Regions from separate parts of the Drosophila melanogaster genome. Here region 2 is linked to region 1. A link is a contact called in public targeted proximity ligation data. All regions are on one chromosome and are shown on one strand. The core of a region is the stretch at or near the end of the contact, and the rest is flanking DNA. Distances in the headings are between cores, read along the strand shown. Region 1 holds the start of LeuRS-m (Leucyl-tRNA synthetase, mitochondrial). Region 2 holds the start of lncRNA:CR46198 (long non-coding RNA:CR46198).

Region 1 (3,294 bases), core at 423-2,922:
ACGGCATGTTCCTTGCCTCCTATGTACAGATCCACAGGCATAAACTTCTTGGTCAGCGCTGTATCGAAAATGCGTTCGGAATTTTGGGCGTCCAAGTAACGCAAGTAGTACCAAGAGCTGTCCACAAATGTATCCATTGTATCCGTCTCCCTTCGTGCATCCTTCTCACCGCATTTTGGGCAATCACAGAGAAACGCTTCCTTCGGGGAATCCTTCGGAGGCAGAGACACTGGCAGCTGCTCCTCCGGCACTGGCACTGCTCCGCACTTTTGACAGTGTACAATAGGAATGGGAGTGCCCCAATAGCGCTGTCGTGATATCAACCAATCCTTCAGCTTTGAGGATACACGATAGCCGCCAACATTAAGGCGTGTGGCTGCCTGGAGCACCTCTTTCCTTAACATTTCCCAGTTGGCTGGACTTAGGGATTCCTCATCCTTGCCATTTGAAGTAAAAGCCAGTCCATATGAATCCCACAAATCCTTGTCTTCGCCACGGAAGCTGGGGGCTGCCAGGTAAACATCGCTCTTTGGCGGAAATGTCACTTCGTCGCTAAAGACCACAGGCATTGTGGTGCCCGCAAACGGGTTCGCTGCGCTTAGGCTGTCCGCACCCTTTAGCTTTGACAAGTGATGATTGCTGCGGAGCACGAGAAAGGCATGGGGATCTTTTAAATGCTCCGGATGGGTAGTCCACACTCGTAAAAGTCCGGAGGCGGAGGTGAGCAGGTTGAAAGCGTATCCATCACACTCTCCAATCCAGTGTCGCTGCAGGTTAATAATATCCCTCCAGTCGCGAAGCGTGGGATCCTCCAAACCGTCTAGCAATTGTTTGGCATAAGCACTCGTTCGGATAAACCACTGCCTCAAAAGCTTCTTTTCCACCTTGGCGCCCGACCGCCAGGAACAGCCGTTGGCGTCCACCTGCTCATCTGCGAGCACGGTCTTATCAACGGGATCCCAGTTAACAAGAGCCTCGTTCTGGTAGGCCAATCCATGGCGATGGAGCATTAGGAACAGATGCTGCGTCCACTTGTAGTATTTTGGACTGCAGGTGGACAATTCATGGTTCCAGTCAAAGGAGCAACCAAGTCGCTTGAGTTGTTCCTTCATCTGGGCAATGTTCTGCTCCGTCCAGGACGCGGGCTCCACCCCACGCTGATTGGCGGCGTTCTCGGCGGGCAGCCCAAAGGAATCCCAACCCATTGGCTGAAACACATTCTTGCCGCACATTCGCTGGAAACGAGCCACCGAATCGGCTATGGTATAGACGCGCACATGGCCCATGTGAAGATTGCCGGAGGGATACGGGAACATGGAGAGCACGTAGTACTTGTCCTGCGAGTCCTTGGGATTGAACTGTCCTCCACTGAGCTGCTCCCGCCAATGAGCCTCAATCCGGTGCTTGACATCACTGGTTAGCTCTGGATTCTGGAATTTAACAAAGGTCTTATTGCGTTTCTCGGATATATTATGCACCCACATCATTCCGGGTGCAGCTTTGGGTTAGCAGGCGCCGCCAGCTATTCCAGTAGACAGCTCCCCAAGGTCGTGTTCTTCTCAGTGCTTGCATTATACCGGTTTAATTGATTGAATTGCACATTTCACAATTATTGAATAACAAAATAGGAAGAACCCACTGCACTCTACAATCGAACAGCTGTTTCTCTGCATCGAGTTGCCACATCGCTCACGTGGATGGGAATTGCTCTAAGAAATTTTGGCGGGAAGCATTCCTGACTGACTGGTAACATTTCGCCCAGTTCTGTATTCTGATATCTGCCGCAACTATGGTAGCACTGGCTTTTTTGCTTTCGATTTTCAACTGAGTGGCAGGGCCGTTTACATTTTGCGAAAAAAAAAACTCACGTAATTTTTCACAGGGCGAGGCATTGTGAAAAATTAAATTGTACACCTTTTGAGGAGTATTTAATACCGAAAACCTTTGTGGGACATGGGTGACTCCTTGGAGAACCCCGATACATCGGTGGATCCAATCGTGAACCTGTCCATTGCGAACTATGATGCATTTGCCAATTATCTTCGGAAGGCGGTGACCATTTTGCTGCCGGAGGACGATGTGGTTCCCGCATCGCTGAACGATGCTCTGGACGATCCCGTCAACCAGGACACCATCCGGAAGTTCCTCTCGGATCCCCAGGTGCAGGCGCTTTACGTCCAACGCAATTGCATTAAAGGTAAAATAAGAATTCCTGTCCCGTTGGCAAATCTAGGGTGAAAAAATGGTACCTGCACAAAATGGCGTCTTTTTGGCGAAGATAAGAAAGTTGGCAAGCTTTTCAGGCAATCTTTTTGTTATAAGTTCAAAATATTAGTTCCATATGGTTACATTGAGTCATTTATGGGTTTGCTAGCTGAATACGCAACCAGTTTTTTAAAAATCAATTTGGCAGATGTTTGAATTCCAATAAGAAATATTTTTTGGCTTGGAAGTCGAAGCTGGAATACCTTACCATGTCACTAGCAACTTGTATGAAAAATTTTCAAGCATCACAAATTCATACAGTTTTTAAAATTTAAATTCAATTACAAAAATAGGATTATTTTTTATATTACGATATTGCTAAAAAGTGCATTCAGAATTAATCGTAAAATCAGAAGGATAGCAATAATTCATGTTAGTAAATACCAACTGCATTGTAAAATCAGTGTACTGCATTAGAGGGTATAAAAACGGGTTTCTGCGCATGACGTCAGCACATATGATTCACTTCGATAACTATGAGTCGAAAGTCGCGGCAGGGCGATAAGTGCTAACAGCTGTTTTGCCGCTTGCCGGCTTTGCTTGTTTACAAGCAATTCGCCGGGAAACAGCTGGTACCTGCCAAGCAACCAGTTTGTTTACGGAAACGACCTTGGAGGCTGCGCACACCTTCCGCCGCTTCAATAGCTTTGGGAGCGACATTGACATTGGCCGAAGGCAATGCCATCGGCACATTGACATTGGCAACGGGGCCAACAGCGCGGGAGCAATGACATCGCCAAGGTCCAGCCTTGAGCGCACGAATTTCGAAGGTTTTTCCTTGGACGCTTAATTTCCGTAGGTCAACACCTTGATAATGAAATCATGCCAATGCCGTGCCATTGAGTCCAATGCCAGGTGGGCAGTAGAATGCCACTGAAAGTGGGTGAGGGGTAAATGTGGAGCCAGACATGATAAACGTAATCAACGGGAATTAGTTTTCCTTTGAAAGTTCAATAATGGACGAATAAGTCAACGGATTTATTTCAATTGGCTAATAAAAAAAACCATTTTTTATTACCATATTTATTA
Region 2 (3,294 bases), core at 366-2,865, 260 kb before region 1:
TTGTGGTAGCTAAATTAGCTGCGATTAGGCCTAATAGAGCCTGCAGTGCATGGCTTGCGGGAATGGATTTTCCACAGCTGCATTGGTCTGGTATCCCACTCTGGCGGCTAAAATTGTTAGATTACTTCTGCTGGCCATCAGTGGGCAAGTCTACTCTGGCATCGTATTTACCAATCATAGATGTATGTAGGCTGAGCGATATTCCAGTCAAGACATTAGCACTGATTAAGTTGCTATTAAGCAGACTTTATTTTGGGGTTACGCAAATGATAATGTATTTATGCTTTCAAATGGAGACTGCAGTGCAGTTAATATGGAAATTATTTGGCTAAGGATTGAAGCCTGATGGGACAGATTATCACAGCATTACTTTTAGATATTGTATATATCTAATTGACTTTAGATATTTAAAAACATTCCATATTTCTCTGTTTCTTTCCAGTATTCATATTAATGTTAGCATTTTAGTGAATAATTTGAATCTGAAAACTAATTAGTCATTCAACTTTTCGAAATAATTCAATTTTGAATAATTTAGCAGCTATAGCTACCCGAACACTCCAAAAGCGTTTTCATATTTACATATGTAAACAAAATCATGAGGGGAAATTACAGGAGAATTCTCGTCCATCACATGAAGTGTAGGCCAGACATATGACCACAACCGAATCAACTATAGACCCTTGGACCACATCCTGAATGGGAAAGGACCCCCGAGCTACCAAACTCCCTTCATGTCCAGCCTTTGTGTGGCCCCTTAAACACTTGTCAATTCGGACTATTCATGGTTCTCGCCTGCTGTGGTTCAACATGGGACATGCATAAAATTGTCCATGATTTCGTCTGACAACACAGCAACTTGGCCAAAAAGGATAGGAGTGCGAGAGGGGGTGGTGGAGGTGGCGGACACATGTCATCAAATTTGTGGGCAGCGCCTATGCGTATGCAACAAATTTCATAGCAAAAGGGGAGCGCCCAGTTGCAGAAATGTCGGCTAAGAAATTATTGTATGAAGTGAAGTCGGACCCAAGCCCCTTTGAAGGAATTTCCCATTGCAGTTGGTAAATTAATTAGTTGATTAAATTTATTGACTTGTTTAAGTTAATTTAGACGCCAAGTGGTCGGACATTTCATTCGATTTACCACAAAGCAATCAAAAATTAAGACAAGCATGTGATATGTGCGTTCGTATTTTGGCTAAGCCAAATCAATTTACGCACACAGGAGAAAAATTCTATTAACAATTGTTTAGGCCAATTGGCAGGATATCAGGGCAAAATCAAGAGCCACAAAATTCGTATAGTCTCTCAATGAATTTTGCATTTGGCAGATGACAAAACGTGTTGGTTTAGCTGTTTGGCCAGAGACGAAAATAATGAAATGTTTGTTTGACCGAGAGCCCATCGAATTGATTTTTCACCTGCTGACCAATAACTTTTGACAGGACTAAACAGAAAAAAAAAGCACAAAAAGAAGTAGTTCACATATGTATGAGCCGAGAGCAGAGGCCAAACTGGCAAACAAACGATGGTAAATATTTGGGGTGCCAGCGCACAGGAAATTGTTGCATCGAGTTGGCCATATTATGTAAATCACTGCCATTGACAGCCGCCACAACAACAACAACAACAGAAATAACAACAACAATGGGGGCAACAAAAACGAAAGCAACAGAAGCCACAATTTTCAGCAGGAAGAGCAACAAAATATTGTGTGTGCAAAGTCCGAAAACCACTTTGGGCCCAACTTATTTGTGGCTAACAAATTTGCATGCATTGACGCATCATCATCGCAGTTGCCAATTCATCTGGATATACGTCTATATGTATATATATGTATGTACATATCTGTGTGTGCTGTTTGGGCCACTTGCCTGAAATTTCCTTTTTTTTTCTCTTTTCGCTACAAGGACAACACTGGAGACTTTGACTGCGATTGCAAATCTTGGGCAAATCAATAGAAGTTGTAAAGAGCTGGGAAAAGCGTCCTCAATGTGTCAGCTCAAATGTCAATTTGTTGGCCAGGATTTCCAGGATATCGATGGTACAAGTGACAAAACACAAAACACAAAACGTGCATAGTTTTTGAGACTGATTGAGGGCGGGATTGTATGAGTCAACAAAGACATTTGAAAAAAGTGCGATAAAAGTGCGTTTTTGTGTTAGAGAACTAGCCCTTACTCAGCTAGTGGGACATATACTCATTGGGACAGTCTAGTGATCTTGATCAAGAATACATATACTTTAAATATACACTTAGCGGGTATTCAATTTAAAATTCACAATTATGTTGCATTTAAACATATATGCCAGTTAAGGGATACAAATTAAATCCAATGTATTTTATGTTTCCAATATATAAAGTACCCCTCTACACCAATTCAGTTTGCAATTCAATACTTTATCAAAGCCCCAAGACCAAAACCACCAAGTGCATTCACTTATTGCGATTATGTTTCACGCTGTGAGCTGTATGCTGATCGTTTTACAGATTTGTATGTGCCGACAGTGGGGCTCCCCCTGATTTTTTACGAGGGTTCCGGTGTTACATTGAACCAAAAGTGTTGCCTCATTAGGCCACTTCTCACACACGTTGAAAAACCCTGGCAAACGCACACACACACACACACAATCCCTCTTATCCGGCGCCATCGATAGGTATTTGGGGTCTAATTACAAAACACAAATGCACTATAATTTCAAAAACCCAGCAGTTTCCTGCCTCCATCTCCCTGCTGTTCCCTTATTCAGCCGCATGCATGATTTCGTAATTTAAACGGCAATCACCTCTTTGGACCCCAGAGCCCACCATTTTCCCTTGATTTGCCACCCAATTTCCCCACCATATGTCAACAGGCAACAAACAAACTTCTGTCAGCAAAATCATGGAAAATGTGACACCGAGCGAAAGATGTGGGGATAGGGGGAAAATTTCGAGTGGATTTCAATTGTGGAACAATGTATCCTCGCTTCTAACTGGGCGATCCCATTCCCTTTCTCGGTTCTCTGCGTGTCATTCAAAGTTTATTGATTCGGATTGAAAAGCTGACATTTGCACATATTTCACATATTTTGCGCTTTTTTATTCGCTTGATTTATCGCCAGAGAATGGGTCAGAGTTAATAGTTCAATGAGATTTTCATTAGAATTTATGTCTTTTTTTTTTGATTTGTCACGGGTAATTCCAAAATAATTGAACGCTGATTTGTGATGAAATGGGAGAGTGGCTAGAGAATATAACTATAATACCATTCAAATTACGAGTACTGTTTTTTTTCTCTAACACTTTTTCAGT

What was found.
Region 2: a contact with region 1 is called in a targeted proximity ligation map of the Kc167 cell line, with 9 times the contacts expected there. A contact is called at or near these places in 4 of 107 Hi-C or Micro-C datasets (the Clone 8 cell line and the S2 cell line) and 1 of 7 datasets of targeted methods (the Kc167 cell line).

Annotation. Positions count from the first base shown.
Region 1 is chr3L:4,824,231-4,827,524 of dm6, reverse strand. It overlaps LeuRS-m (Leucyl-tRNA synthetase, mitochondrial), which reads right to left and starts at 1,672. Exons shown (of 4, transcript NM_139675.3): 1 at 1,483-1,672; 2 at 1-1,430. The coding sequence starts at 1,572. Dhc64C (Dynein heavy chain 64C) reads left to right here and starts at 1,838. Exons shown (of 15, transcript NM_001274503.1): 1 at 1,838-2,197. The coding sequence starts at 1,954.
Region 2 is chr3L:5,084,550-5,087,843 of dm6, reverse strand. lncRNA:CR46198 (long non-coding RNA:CR46198) reads left to right here and starts at 1,615. Exons shown (of 2, transcript NR_133172.1): 1 at 1,615-1,835; 2 at 1,910-2,264.